Regions from separate parts of the Delphinus delphis genome. Here region 2 is linked to region 1. Evidence: chromatin contacts called from public Hi-C data. All regions are on one chromosome and are shown on one strand. Each heading gives the region's core, a stretch centred on a gene start, on an enhancer-like site or on the middle of the called end of the contact. The rest is flanking DNA. Distances are from core to core; before and after follow the strand shown.

Region 1 (6,024 bases), core at 1,285-3,784:
ATGTTGGCTCCTTTTGGTCATTTTTTATTCTTCAAAGGAAAACAGCCATGAAGTTGATACAATGCAGAAAAGAAAACTTTACATGCTGAAAGGAAAGTAATAGCACTCTTATTTGCACTTGACTCAATCAATTATGCAACCTCAGGAACACAATAAATGCACTTGACTGTTTATACATCATTAATATTGCAAAATCAACTATATTATCATAAATTTTCTTTACTTATCTCAGAATATAATCTCCAAAGACTGTAGTCTCCATGAAACAATTGTCCATCTGGAATTACTTTGTCCCCCTAAATGAGGCTAGTTACTTTTTTCCTATTAGGAAGCCATCCAAAGTTTGATTCCTTTCAGAGTCATATCTCAAATGTCTATTTCTGAATTTATTTTGTTGCAAGCTTACAGTTAGCAGTTGACAAAACCTTTAACTTTTTTTATACCCACAACAATTTGACAAAATATTTTTTACGTTTCATATGTTTATTGGCTCTTTTTTTTTTCCTTCTCTGAAATAGTCTAATAGACTTAGTTTTTTAAAAACGTAACCATAGTGCTATTACGACACTCACATTAACAATGATTCCTGGAGCTCTATTAGACATGTATGCATGCCAAACATGCTTCCACTTATTCCATTTCTTCTTTCATTTATTCATTCAACAAACACTCAGACCAGGGCTATAGGGGCAGAAAGAGAATCTGGGATAATCAGAGAGTCCAACCCTCTAAGAAAGTAAAAATTAGCTCAGGGTATAAAAGTCTGCTCTGCCACTCATAAGGCTGGGAGAACAGACACAGATTAAGTCAGATGCGAAATTAACAGAAAATATTATTTCTCCCAAGGATGTCCTACAGCTGTAATGCCATAAATAACTCCTACTTTGAGTGACTACTGCTTTTTTACTCACTGAGAAACTGTTCTCTACAATCATAGGCTATCAGAAACTACTGTTTGAAGTGATATCAGTACAGATAAAACATCTCCCTCTTGCTGAAGATTATAAGTCACTTAGACACCGCAGCTAAGATTTCTAACCCCAGTGCAGAGAGAAGGGGTATCTAGATACAAAATTCTGTATCTATCTTAACTTTATGGTTTCCAAGGAAACAGGATTCTGGGTTCACTTCATAGTCCACATACAGCCCTGCTTTGCTTTGAGTTTACCAGAACACTGCTTCATTCACATTTCACCTGAACTTCACCATTCCTCAGAATTCCATAATAACTCTATTTTTTCCTTGTTTAGTGAGCCACCTCATGGTTCCTCTGGCGTGTGGTCTCCCTCACTGACTGATAGATTTGTCTGACTACAGATTAATCCCAGATGGTCTTAGGCTAATTGGGATAGGACACCCTTACATTCCAGATTGTTAAACTGAGGCCCAGAGGGGATGTGACCGGACTGAGAGCATCCAGCAAGTTCACACCTGAGCCCCTCAAAACACCTTCTTCACTTGAGGATTCAAAAAGGCCTTCAGAGGGTTACAGAGCCTTCTACCTCTTTCAGGAAGATTCCCTGGAGGAGATAGCTGAACTTGGTTTTGAAAGATAAGTAGGCATTCCCAGGTGAAGGGTAGCATGACTTCTTCCCCTTCTGCCCCAGTAACATCTCCCAGAGGGCACAGGCATCTCCAGAATTTCCATATTGGGGGTGATAAGGGGCAACAAATTGGTTGAAGGGCAGAATCAATCTTGTCTTAAAGCTACACTTGCAAAGTAAGGGCACTATTACTATATAGATTTTATTTTATAAGAAAATAAAAATAAATTTTCCTAAAGATACTTTTATTGACATATTGCATTAGATTAAGGGAAAAATCAAAAACCTTTATTGGTAAGAACTTCTACTTTAGCTCGGGTAGCTGGAGTGGGAGATAATGTAGCTTATGGGAGCATCCAAACCCCACAGCCAACCCCAACAAGCCCAGCAGAGGGGAATCTAACACTGACTCCTCCCCCTTTTCCCCAGGGCTATATCCTAGGAGGACTTGCAGGTCCCTGATTTCTTCCCTTTCTCCCCTCGTGGTATGTTCCAGGAGAGGCCCGCAAGCAGTCCTACTTCTTCTCATCCTGTGGTATCTGCCAGGAGATAACAGCCACTGGCACCTCTGCGTCTTTCCAGAGGCCTCTCAGCTTCTCTGAACATTATTACACAGATCCCAGGACGCCCGCCCAGAGAAACGTCCCCACCCTCTCTCCCCACCATCTGTGAGACAGCGCCAGTGCTCAGCAATGTGAGTTTAGAGGCTTCCTCATCCTCTGTACGGAATGGACACTCCTCCAACATGGCGTACTCCATGAGGAAGCGCAACCTGGGCGCGGCCATGTTCCCCGCCTGACAATGCTGCCTAGGGGCACTGAAGGCAACTAAACACAGACTCCGTAACATCTCCATGTTGGCTCTGGCTGACTGCGGCTTCGAATGTGATTTTGCGCATGTGCAGAACCACGCCCCTTCGTGTAAAGCCCCAAACCCCGAGAAGGGGCGGTGCTAGGGGTGGTGACCGGAAGCTGCTGCGGTTTTCGGCCGCGGTTTAATAGTTGTTGTCAAGAGGATCCCAGTGCTCTTTGCCGGAGGGATGTGGAGGTGATGGGGACCCGGGGAGGGTGAGTGTTGAGGAATTCTGTGTGGTCAGTGATGGAATCGGTTGTCTGAATGTAGTTGGATGATTCGCTTGTTATTTTTCAGGCTTTCCTCTTTTCTCATATCAACGTTAAGGTCTTAAAATTCACTCTGAGACCCACAAGGTTTGGTGCATTATAAGTGTTTTCTAAGAGTTGATTATTATTTTTTTTGCTCATGAATTATTTAAAAGTGCGCTTTCATTTTACAGAAGTTTATCTTTTTACTAGACTTCTAACCTTAGTTTTCTGTGGTTAGAAAAATGTCTACATGAAGCTCATTCCTTGAAATATGAGGGGAGTCATGGCCTAGTCCTTGGTGAATTGTTTTATAAATGTTCCATGTATAATTCGAAAATAATATTTAATTGTTTAGTCGTCAATTGTGTTGTACAAAATTTGTACTTTTTTTCCCCTGCTAGTTCTATTACAGAGAAAGGAGAGATTAAGTCTTCACTGTGATGATGATTTGTTCATTTCTCCTTCCTGCTGTCCATGATACATTTTGAGTTAAGTTTTGTGTAAAGTGTGAGACTTAGATCAAGGTGCATTTATTTGGCTGTCCAATTACTCAAGCACCGTTTGTTAAAAAGACGGTAGTTCCTCCACGGACTCGTTCTGTACCTGTGTCAAAAATAAATTTGCCATACTTTTGTGTGGCTATTTCTAGGTTCTCTATTATGTTCCATTTATTTATGTGTCTATCTATGTGTCTTTTATCATGAATGTGTGTTGAATTTTGTCAATACTGTGTGAATTTATATGGTTTTTCTTCTTTGGCTTCCTAATATGGGGGAATGCCCTTATTGATTTTTGAATATTGAATCAGCTTTACATTCCTGGAATAAGCCTCACTTGGTTGTGGTGTATAATTCTTTTTTTATAGTGCAGGAATTGATTGGTTAATGCTTTTGTTTTTGAGGATTTTTGTGTCTAAGTTCGTGAGAGATGTTGGTCTATAGTTTTCTTTTTTTGTACTTTCTTTTTCTGGTTTTAGTATTAGGGTAATACTGATCTCAATAAATGAGTTAGAAAGTGTTCTCTTCTATTTTCTGGAAGAGATTGTGTAGAATTATGTTATTTTTCTTTAAATATTTGATAGAATTCTCCAGTGAAACCATCTGGGCCTGGAAATTTCCTTTTGGAAGCTTTTGATTATGGCTTCAATTTCTGTAGTAGTCAAATGACTATTCGGGTTATCTATTTAATATCTTTTCAGAGTATCTTCATATTTAATAGTGGGTAAGTTGTGGGAGTCTCTGTTTTGTGAGGAATTGGACTATTTCATCCAAGTTGTTGAATTTATGTGCATAAAGTGGTGTGTGGTATTCCCTTACTTTTCTTTTAATGGCTGCAGGATCTATAGTTATATCTCCTGTTTCATTTCTGATATTGGTAATTTGTGTCTTATCTCTTTTTATCTTTGTCAGTCTTGCTAGAGGATTACCAATTTTATCGGTCTTTTCAAAGAACCAGCTTTTGTTTTCATTGATTTTTCTCTATTGTTTTTGTTTTCAATTTTATTGATTTCTGCTCTTATATCTATTACTTCTTTCTTTCTATTTGCTTTGGGTTTTCTTTGCTCTTCTTTTTCTAGTATCTTATGGTGGGAGCTTACCTTACTGATTTAATACCTTAATTCTTTTCTAATATAAACATTTAGCATTATAAATTTCCCTCTCCATGCTGCTTTATCTGCATCCCGCAAATTTTGATATGTTGTATTTTGATTTTCATTCATTACTTTTTAATTTCCCTTGAGACTTCCCCTTTGATCCATGGATTATATAGAAATGTGTTGTTTACTTTCCAAATGTTTGGAGACTTTCCTGTTACCTTTCTGTTATTGATTTCTAGTTTGATGCTGTTATAATCAGGGAACATATGCTGTACGATTTCAATTTATTAAGGTTTGTTTTATGACCCTGGAGAATGTAGCACAGGTGCTTGAAGAGAATGTGTATTCTGTTAGTGTTTGGCTGCAGTAGAATGGGTATGTTCAGTTAGGACACCCTTTTCTTGGTCCTTTGATTAAGGGGAGCAGGCTTTTCTTAGAGCTTTTTTTGTCTGTAGCTATTGATGGTTCTGAGTTATAAGCTTTTCTAGTGCCCTGTTTGTGATATATGGGAGGGAAAATGAAACCCAGGGAACTCACCGCTGTGTTGTTCCTTAGGCCCTGAGGTCTGTGGACTGTCTGCCTTTCCTTTTTACCTTTCAGAGTCTTTCTGTTTGTATTTGCTGTTATGTCATTTTTTCCCTGGTCTCTTCTACATTCATTATTCTCTTCTACCTGTATTTTCCTGTATTAACTTTGTTAATTTACATTTTGCTAGGGAAGCATCTGCTTCACATCAATATTAAAATATGTTGCTATACAGTTATGCATAATATCCCGCAATAACTACTTTGAAACACTGCCTGATCTGGGAAAGATTCTCATTCTGTCTCTCTCTCCCTCTCCCTCTCCCTCTCCCTCTCCCTCTCCCTCTCCCTCTCCCTCTCCCTCGCTCTCGCTCTCTCTCTTTCTCTGTGTGTGTGTGTGTGTGTGTGTGTGTGTGTGTGTGTGTATGTTTTTAAACTCTTCTTTATCTCATTTGCTAGGGGGTTATCTGTGACATCCGTCATTTTAAAGGACCAGCTCTTTGTTTTCTTTAAACTCCCATTGTTATATTTATTTGACTTATTTAAGGTTTTTATTAGTTACTATTTTCCTTTCGGGGGTTGCTTCATTTTGGTTTTTTTCTACTTCTGACGTTCTCGATTGAATACTTAGCTCTTCTTTGTTTTTATTTATTTATTGTATAAAACATTTACTTTGTTGGTCTTTGGGGGCAGTTTGATACATCACCAGTGTATTACAGCTGAGCCATTAATCTTGTAGCTTCCTCACCATTAACTGGTTCATTTTTATGACACTGCTGAGGAGTCTGCTGTTTCTGCAGAGGTTCAAGAGAAAGGCCTTTTAAGAAATGTGCAGGTTCCTTTTGTATATCTCCAGAAGCTGTTTCCACTCTATTAACTTTTTCATCATTCACAGTGTTTATCTTCTTAAGATTAGTGGTAACTGGTTTTTGCTGTATTTTTTTTTTTTTTTTTTTTTTTTGCGGTACGCGGGCCTCTCCCTGCTGTGGCCTCTCCCGTTGCGGAGCACAGGCTCTGGACGCGCAGGCTCAGCGGCCATGGCTCACGGGCCCAGCCACTCCGCGGCATGTGGGATCCTCCCGGACCGGGGCCCGAGCCCGTGTCCCCTGCATCGGCAGGCAGACTCTCAGCCACTGCGCCACCAGGGAAGCCTGTTTCTTTTCTTTTAAAACAGATTTATTTATTTAGATATATAAAACAGACTTATTTATATATATTCAATACCTTAAGATTCACCCATTTAAAGTATACAATTC
Region 2 (5,773 bases), core at 197-2,696, 170 kb before region 1:
TGGCACCTTTACCTGGAGTCGCTCAATGACATTTCTCAGTTGAAGGTATTTGGCCAGCTGCTCATATACCTTGTCGCGATGGTCCAGCACCTTTCTAATGGGACAAGAGTAAAATGGTGACCAAGAGGAAACCCTGTCTCTCTTGGAATACCTCATATCATGACCCTCTGAGACTCTCATGTCACCATGTCCTAAAGAGGTGTTTTAGTGCAGAAGTCAAGATTTGAACTCTGGGTCAGACTACTTCGGTTTGAATCCAGGCTTTCCATTTTACTAGCTGTGAGACTTTGGCAAGTGAGTAACCTTTTTGGAACTCAATTTCCCCATCTTTAAAATAGGAATAACGAGTATTACCTCACAGAGTCATTAGAAAGATTAAATGAGTTTACCAAAAAGCATTTAGAATAGTGCCTGCCAAACAAGAAGCTCTATATATGTGTTAGCTATTATTTATTAGTATTATTTCACTCTACTCCCAATGCCTCCCTCCAATCAGGATACCCTATTCTCACCCTAGAAAAAAATCCTCCATCCCTTTTAGGATGCTCATAATCCTAGACCTGAAAACTCTACTTCCTCCTCAGATTAATAATGATAGGAATAATAATTTTTCATACTCATTGAGCCTCTAGTATCCAAGTTAAATCCTTTACAAGGACTGAACACGCTGAAAACTCAAAACCACCACATGAGGAAGGTTGCATTAACTTCCCCATTTCACAGATGAGAAAACTGAGGCACAGAAACTCGAGGTGAGGTACAACGTGTTCACACGTAAAACGAAACGGCCAAGTCAGGATTCGAACCTGAAAACTCGCTCGTAACCCTTAACGCCATCTGAACCCGCGCATGCGCGGACACACCCTCCATTAAGACCGCCATGTCTTCCCTCTCCCGCCCACCGTCGCACCCCGGATATCGCCCCTCCTACCCCCTCGAAAGGCGCGCGGGGCCGGGTTCCGAACGCCTCACCCACCAATCAGAAGGATACGCCCTGACTTCGAACGCCCCGCTCACCACGTGCACCGCTCCAAGCGCCCCGCCCCCTATTCTGTCACTCACCTCAGGTCCCGCTGCAGTACGTCAGAGATGAAAGCCTCGTAGCGCAGCACTTTCTCCGCGGTGGCCTCCACCGCCCGCCGTTTAGGGGGCGTCGCCATGATGGGCTCCTGAGGAATGAGGAGGGGGAAGACCACGATAACCACTCAGTTTGCTCTCAAGCACAGTACATCTGCACCCTCTCAACGTTAGGAGTGGGGTCATCCGGCTCAAAATGGGGGTTCAGCCTTCTGCCCCTCCCAACTCTGGGACCCGGTCACACAGGCACACCCAAACACGGCCGTTACCTGAGAGCCGCCGGCAAAAAGAAGGGTTGGTAAGAACCTTAGCTTCCGGGTGGCGCGGGTAAATGACGTACAACGAGGGTGCTGGCCAACCAAATAACCAGGTGGTGTGGGATGGTCCTGAACGGAAGAAAACGCGTGAGAGAAGAGAAGGGCGGGGCTTTACAAAATCCGATGAGATTAAGGAAGGCTGCAGAGGGTGGGAACCGGGACTGAGCGCGGAGCCTATGAGGACAGTGCGTGGTTGGTGGGGGTGAGGTTTAATGGGATTTGGCGGGTTCCGGAGGAAGCAGGACGCACAGGTGGAAGTAGAGAGAGTAAAGCGTTTAGTATTTAAAAGTAGGAGCTTCACAGGGAGATCAACTCGGTGCTTTGTGACCACCTAGAGGGGTGGGATTGGGGTGGGAGGGAGACGCAAGAGGGAGGAGATATGGGGATATATGTATATCTATAGCTGATTCACTTTGTTATACAGCAGAAACTAACACACCATTGTAAAGCAATTATACTCCAATAAAGGTGTTGAAAATAAATAAATAAATACATAAATAAGTCCGAGCTTCAGAAGCAGACGGGCTAGAATCGATCATGGATCTGGTCTGTAAAAAGGAAAGTACATCCTTGTATCGCCCTGGATTTTGATTTTTCACACGGGAAGTTTGGGTTTGACTCCCGATAATGGAAATGACTGTGAGCATTAAAAAAACGTTTTTAAAAGGAGACAGTTTTTCTAAAATGCACCTTTGATGACTCCAGCTCTATGGCCCGCAATCTAACTGAGGTTCAAGAAGAGATTGACAATGCACTATGTCTAATCACGTCATTTAATAGGGGCGTCAAATGGAGGGTCGCTGAAGTCCTCTGCCCAAGACAGGTTATCCTGTAGCTGAAATAGTTCCTATGTTTTTATTTAAATGTGTAAGCTTTTTATTACTTTATTTTTAAGCGCTCAAATTACCGAATGGATTTATTTCCCACGTTAAATTTTCAAATAATAGCATCTAACCCAGTAAGTCCAAGCCTGAGCCTGGAGGAGAACCTGGATGCTGGATCCCCCAAATGATATTCCCACCTTCAGGGCCTAGAGCACCCACCCCTATCAGGGAAGTCTCCCCAGATAATTTGCGGGTTTATGTGTCTTTTAAGCAAGCTTTGTTTCAAATACTCAAAACCTGAGCAAATCAAGCTTTTCTTTGCCCTTAGAACAAGATGATTGCAAAGGAAGTATTGTGAGTTAAAAAATTTTTTGGTAAATCTTCTCATGTTACATATGGTTACAATTACATTTAGTTTGATCAAAACAGATACTAGGTAGTTAGACAAATATTATCGAGTTAAGCTATACCATTTTCTTGTGAAAAAAGGTGTTACATTTATTATCTTTACTTAACATGGAGAGCACAGAGTTCTGATGAGCTGGAGATGGGTTTGTGCAAGTCTATTAACTTACATTCCCCCCAAAACATTTTTTTTCTTTTTAAAAATGTTTCCAACTTTATTTTTTACATTTCAAACCTACAGAAAAGTGGGCACTGAACACCAATATAGCCTTCACTTAGATTCACCAAATGTTAATATTTGATAGCATTTGCTTTCTCTCGTTTCAGACCACACAATAATTGTTGACATGGCTGCATAGCATTCTGTCTTTTGGATGGCCTCAGATTTTTGATCCAGTCTTCTGTTCCTCGATGTTTGGATGTGTCCAGTTTTTTTCATTGTTATAATCCAGGATAAGATAACAGTCTTTGCTTTCAAAATTTTGTGTGCAACCATGTTTATTTTCTTGTGACAAATTTCTAGGACTGTAATTTATTGATCTAAAGGAGGTCACTGTATTGTAAAGCAAGTGTTAAGTGACAATTGTACACCTACTCCCAATAACAAACTTCCTCATCCAAGTTTTACATCGAGGTCAGCACACTGTGGCCCCCAGTTTGCTGACCCTTGTTTTCCTACTGCCTGCAAGCTAAGAATACTATTTACAATTTTTAAAGGCTTGAAAAAAAGTTAAAAGAAGAATACTTTGTGACATGTGAAAATTATATGAAATTCAAATTTTAGTGTCCAGTAGTAAAGTTTTAAACATAGCCACACTCATTCATTTACTTTGATGAAAGAAATTTTCACACATTGAGGTATGGGGAAGTCATTCTGGCTTATACATGAGTTAACCTGAATTTTATGCTTACTAAAACAAAACAGCCTGTTTGTGACTTATCAAACTTACACTGTACTTCTGTTTTAATTATTAAAGAAAAGGGCGCATTGACCAGAAGTAAAGAATATCCATGTTAATGATAAAGATTAAATGCCTCCCTTCCTGGGATGCCAATGCTGGTACTCCTTCAGTGATAGGACTCCCTTCCCCGGTGCTAAGGCCATACTGACTTGCTCTGCATGTGCTGATCTGTTTTTTTTTTTTTTTTAACTTTGAAGGAATGTAACCCTGACCTGTTTGATATTCTTTGTTCTGACAAGATATAAAACTCGGCAAGGGGGGACTTTGAAACTACAAGGTTGCAAGTAGCAGCTGCTAGCAGATATTGTTTTGAAAAGGGCCCCTGGTGTCCTTGAGTTTGATACAGTTCAGAGAAAATTCAAGTTCTCAGTGGTGCAGGGATGTGTCTGAGACCAGATCCCCAACAGCTGCCTGACTCCATTTTTTGTATGTCTGAACTGTGATTACTCCATTATAATTTCAATTTGTCATCACTACAATGGCAGAGTTGAGTAGTTGCCAAAGAGACCATATGGCCTAAAAATTCTAAAGAATTTACTATCTGGCCCGTTACAGAAAAAGTTTGCCAATCCTAGCTCTACACAATCATGTCAGTCACCAATACATAGGTTGGGACTATAATAAGCACACGGGCCTCCCTGGCTTCAACTTGTGACCTCTTACTGGCTTATGGGTGGGCGTTTTCAGGCTTCTGGGAGATATGAGGCTCTTATATCTCTATTTATATTTTCTCTTCCTCCCGTCCAACCTCCTATTCCCTAACCTCCCCCAGCTCTGACTTAGAGATCTCTGCCTTTGCCTTTACCCAAGAAGAGTAAGAAATAACTGAGGCCCAGGTGAGTTATAGCTCATTTGTTCATTCACTACCTACTTTATTTTCCACTGGATATTTGGAACCTGATAAAAATACATCCCATTAAATTGAAAAGTAAAGGTAGAATCACAGAAAATATAAAGCAAGTAAAAGATTAACATCAAAGAAGATTGGGAAGTAGGTATGAAATTCACATCTGTGCATAGCTGTGAATTTTTCTCTGATCTTCCCACAGCCATAGCAAAAAGGAAATTGGGTTAGTTATGTCGATGAAAATAATCATTAAACAATCTAAATATAATAGGAATAGAAAAGAGTTTTATTTGAGCCAAATTGAGGACTCTAGCCTGGAAGGCAGTCTCTCTCAGATAACTCTGAGGAACTGCTCCGGAGAAGCTTGGTTTTATATCATGTCAGAAGAAAGAACATCAAACAAGTCAGGGATACTTCCTTCAAAGTTAAAAAAAAAAGAAACAGATCAGCACGTACAGAATGAGTCAGTACAGCCTTGACACCTGGGAAGGGCGTCTTAAACATTGGAATACAACCATTGGCAACCCAGGAGGGGAGGCATTTAATCTTTATCTTTAACATGGACATTTTTTACTGCTGGTCAATGCACCCTTTTCCTTAATAATTAAAGCAGATGCACAACATAAGTTTGATAGGCCACAGGCAGTTTTAGTTAGCATAAAATTCAAGTTAACTTATGTATATGCCAGGATGACTTCCCTATACCTCAATATGTGAAAATTTCTTTTTCTTTTTTAATATCTTTATTGGAGTATAATTGCTTTACAATGTTGTGTTAGTTTCTGCTGTATAACAAAGTGAATCAGCTATATGTATACATATATCCCCACATCCCCTCCCTCTTGCGTCTCCCTCCCACACTCCCTATCCCACCCCTCTAGGTGGTCAGAAAGCACGGAGCTGATCTCCCCGTGCTATACAGCTGCTTCCCACTAGCTATCTATTTTACATTTGGTAGTGTATATATGTCAATGCTACTCTTTCACTTTGTCCCAGCTTACCCTTCCCCCTCCCCGTGTCCTCAAGTCCATTCTCTACCTCTGCGTCTTTATTCCTGTCCTGCCCCTAGGTTCAACAGAACCATTTTTTTTTAGATTCCATATATATGTGTTAGCATACGGTATTTGTTTTTCTCTTTCTGACTTAAAACCATAATTCAAAAAGAGACGTGTACCATAATGTTCATTGCAGCACTATTTACAATAGCCAGGACATGGAAGCAAACTAAGTGTCCATCGACAGATGAATGGATAAAGAAGATGTGGCACATATATACAGTGCAATATTACTCGGCCATAAAAAGAAACAAAATTGAGTTATTTGTAGTGAGGTGGATAGACC

What was found. A called contact is a pair of places that touch in the nucleus more often than the background predicts.
Region 2: a Hi-C map of lung shows a contact between it and region 1, with 3 times the contacts expected there. The contact joins the promoter of UXT here to the promoter of LOC132417940 in region 1. A contact is called at or near these places in 2 of 3 Hi-C or Micro-C datasets (lung and muscle).

What each region holds. Positions count from the first base shown.
Region 1 is chrX:85,754,352-85,760,375 of mDelDel1.2, reverse strand. LOC132417940 (zinc finger protein 81) reads left to right here and starts at 2,534. Exons shown (of 5, transcript XM_069540376.1): 1 at 2,534-2,611. All of the region lies in intron 4 of ZNF157 (zinc finger protein 157), which reads left to right. It also overlaps the pseudogene LOC132418201.
Region 2 is chrX:85,919,554-85,925,326 of mDelDel1.2, reverse strand. It overlaps UXT (ubiquitously expressed prefoldin like chaperone), which reads right to left and starts at 1,446. Exons shown (of 7, transcript XM_060001669.1): 1 at 1,347-1,446; 2 at 1,063-1,169; 3 at 13-94. The coding sequence starts at 1,160. The region is part of intron 4 of ZNF157 (zinc finger protein 157); the gene reads left to right.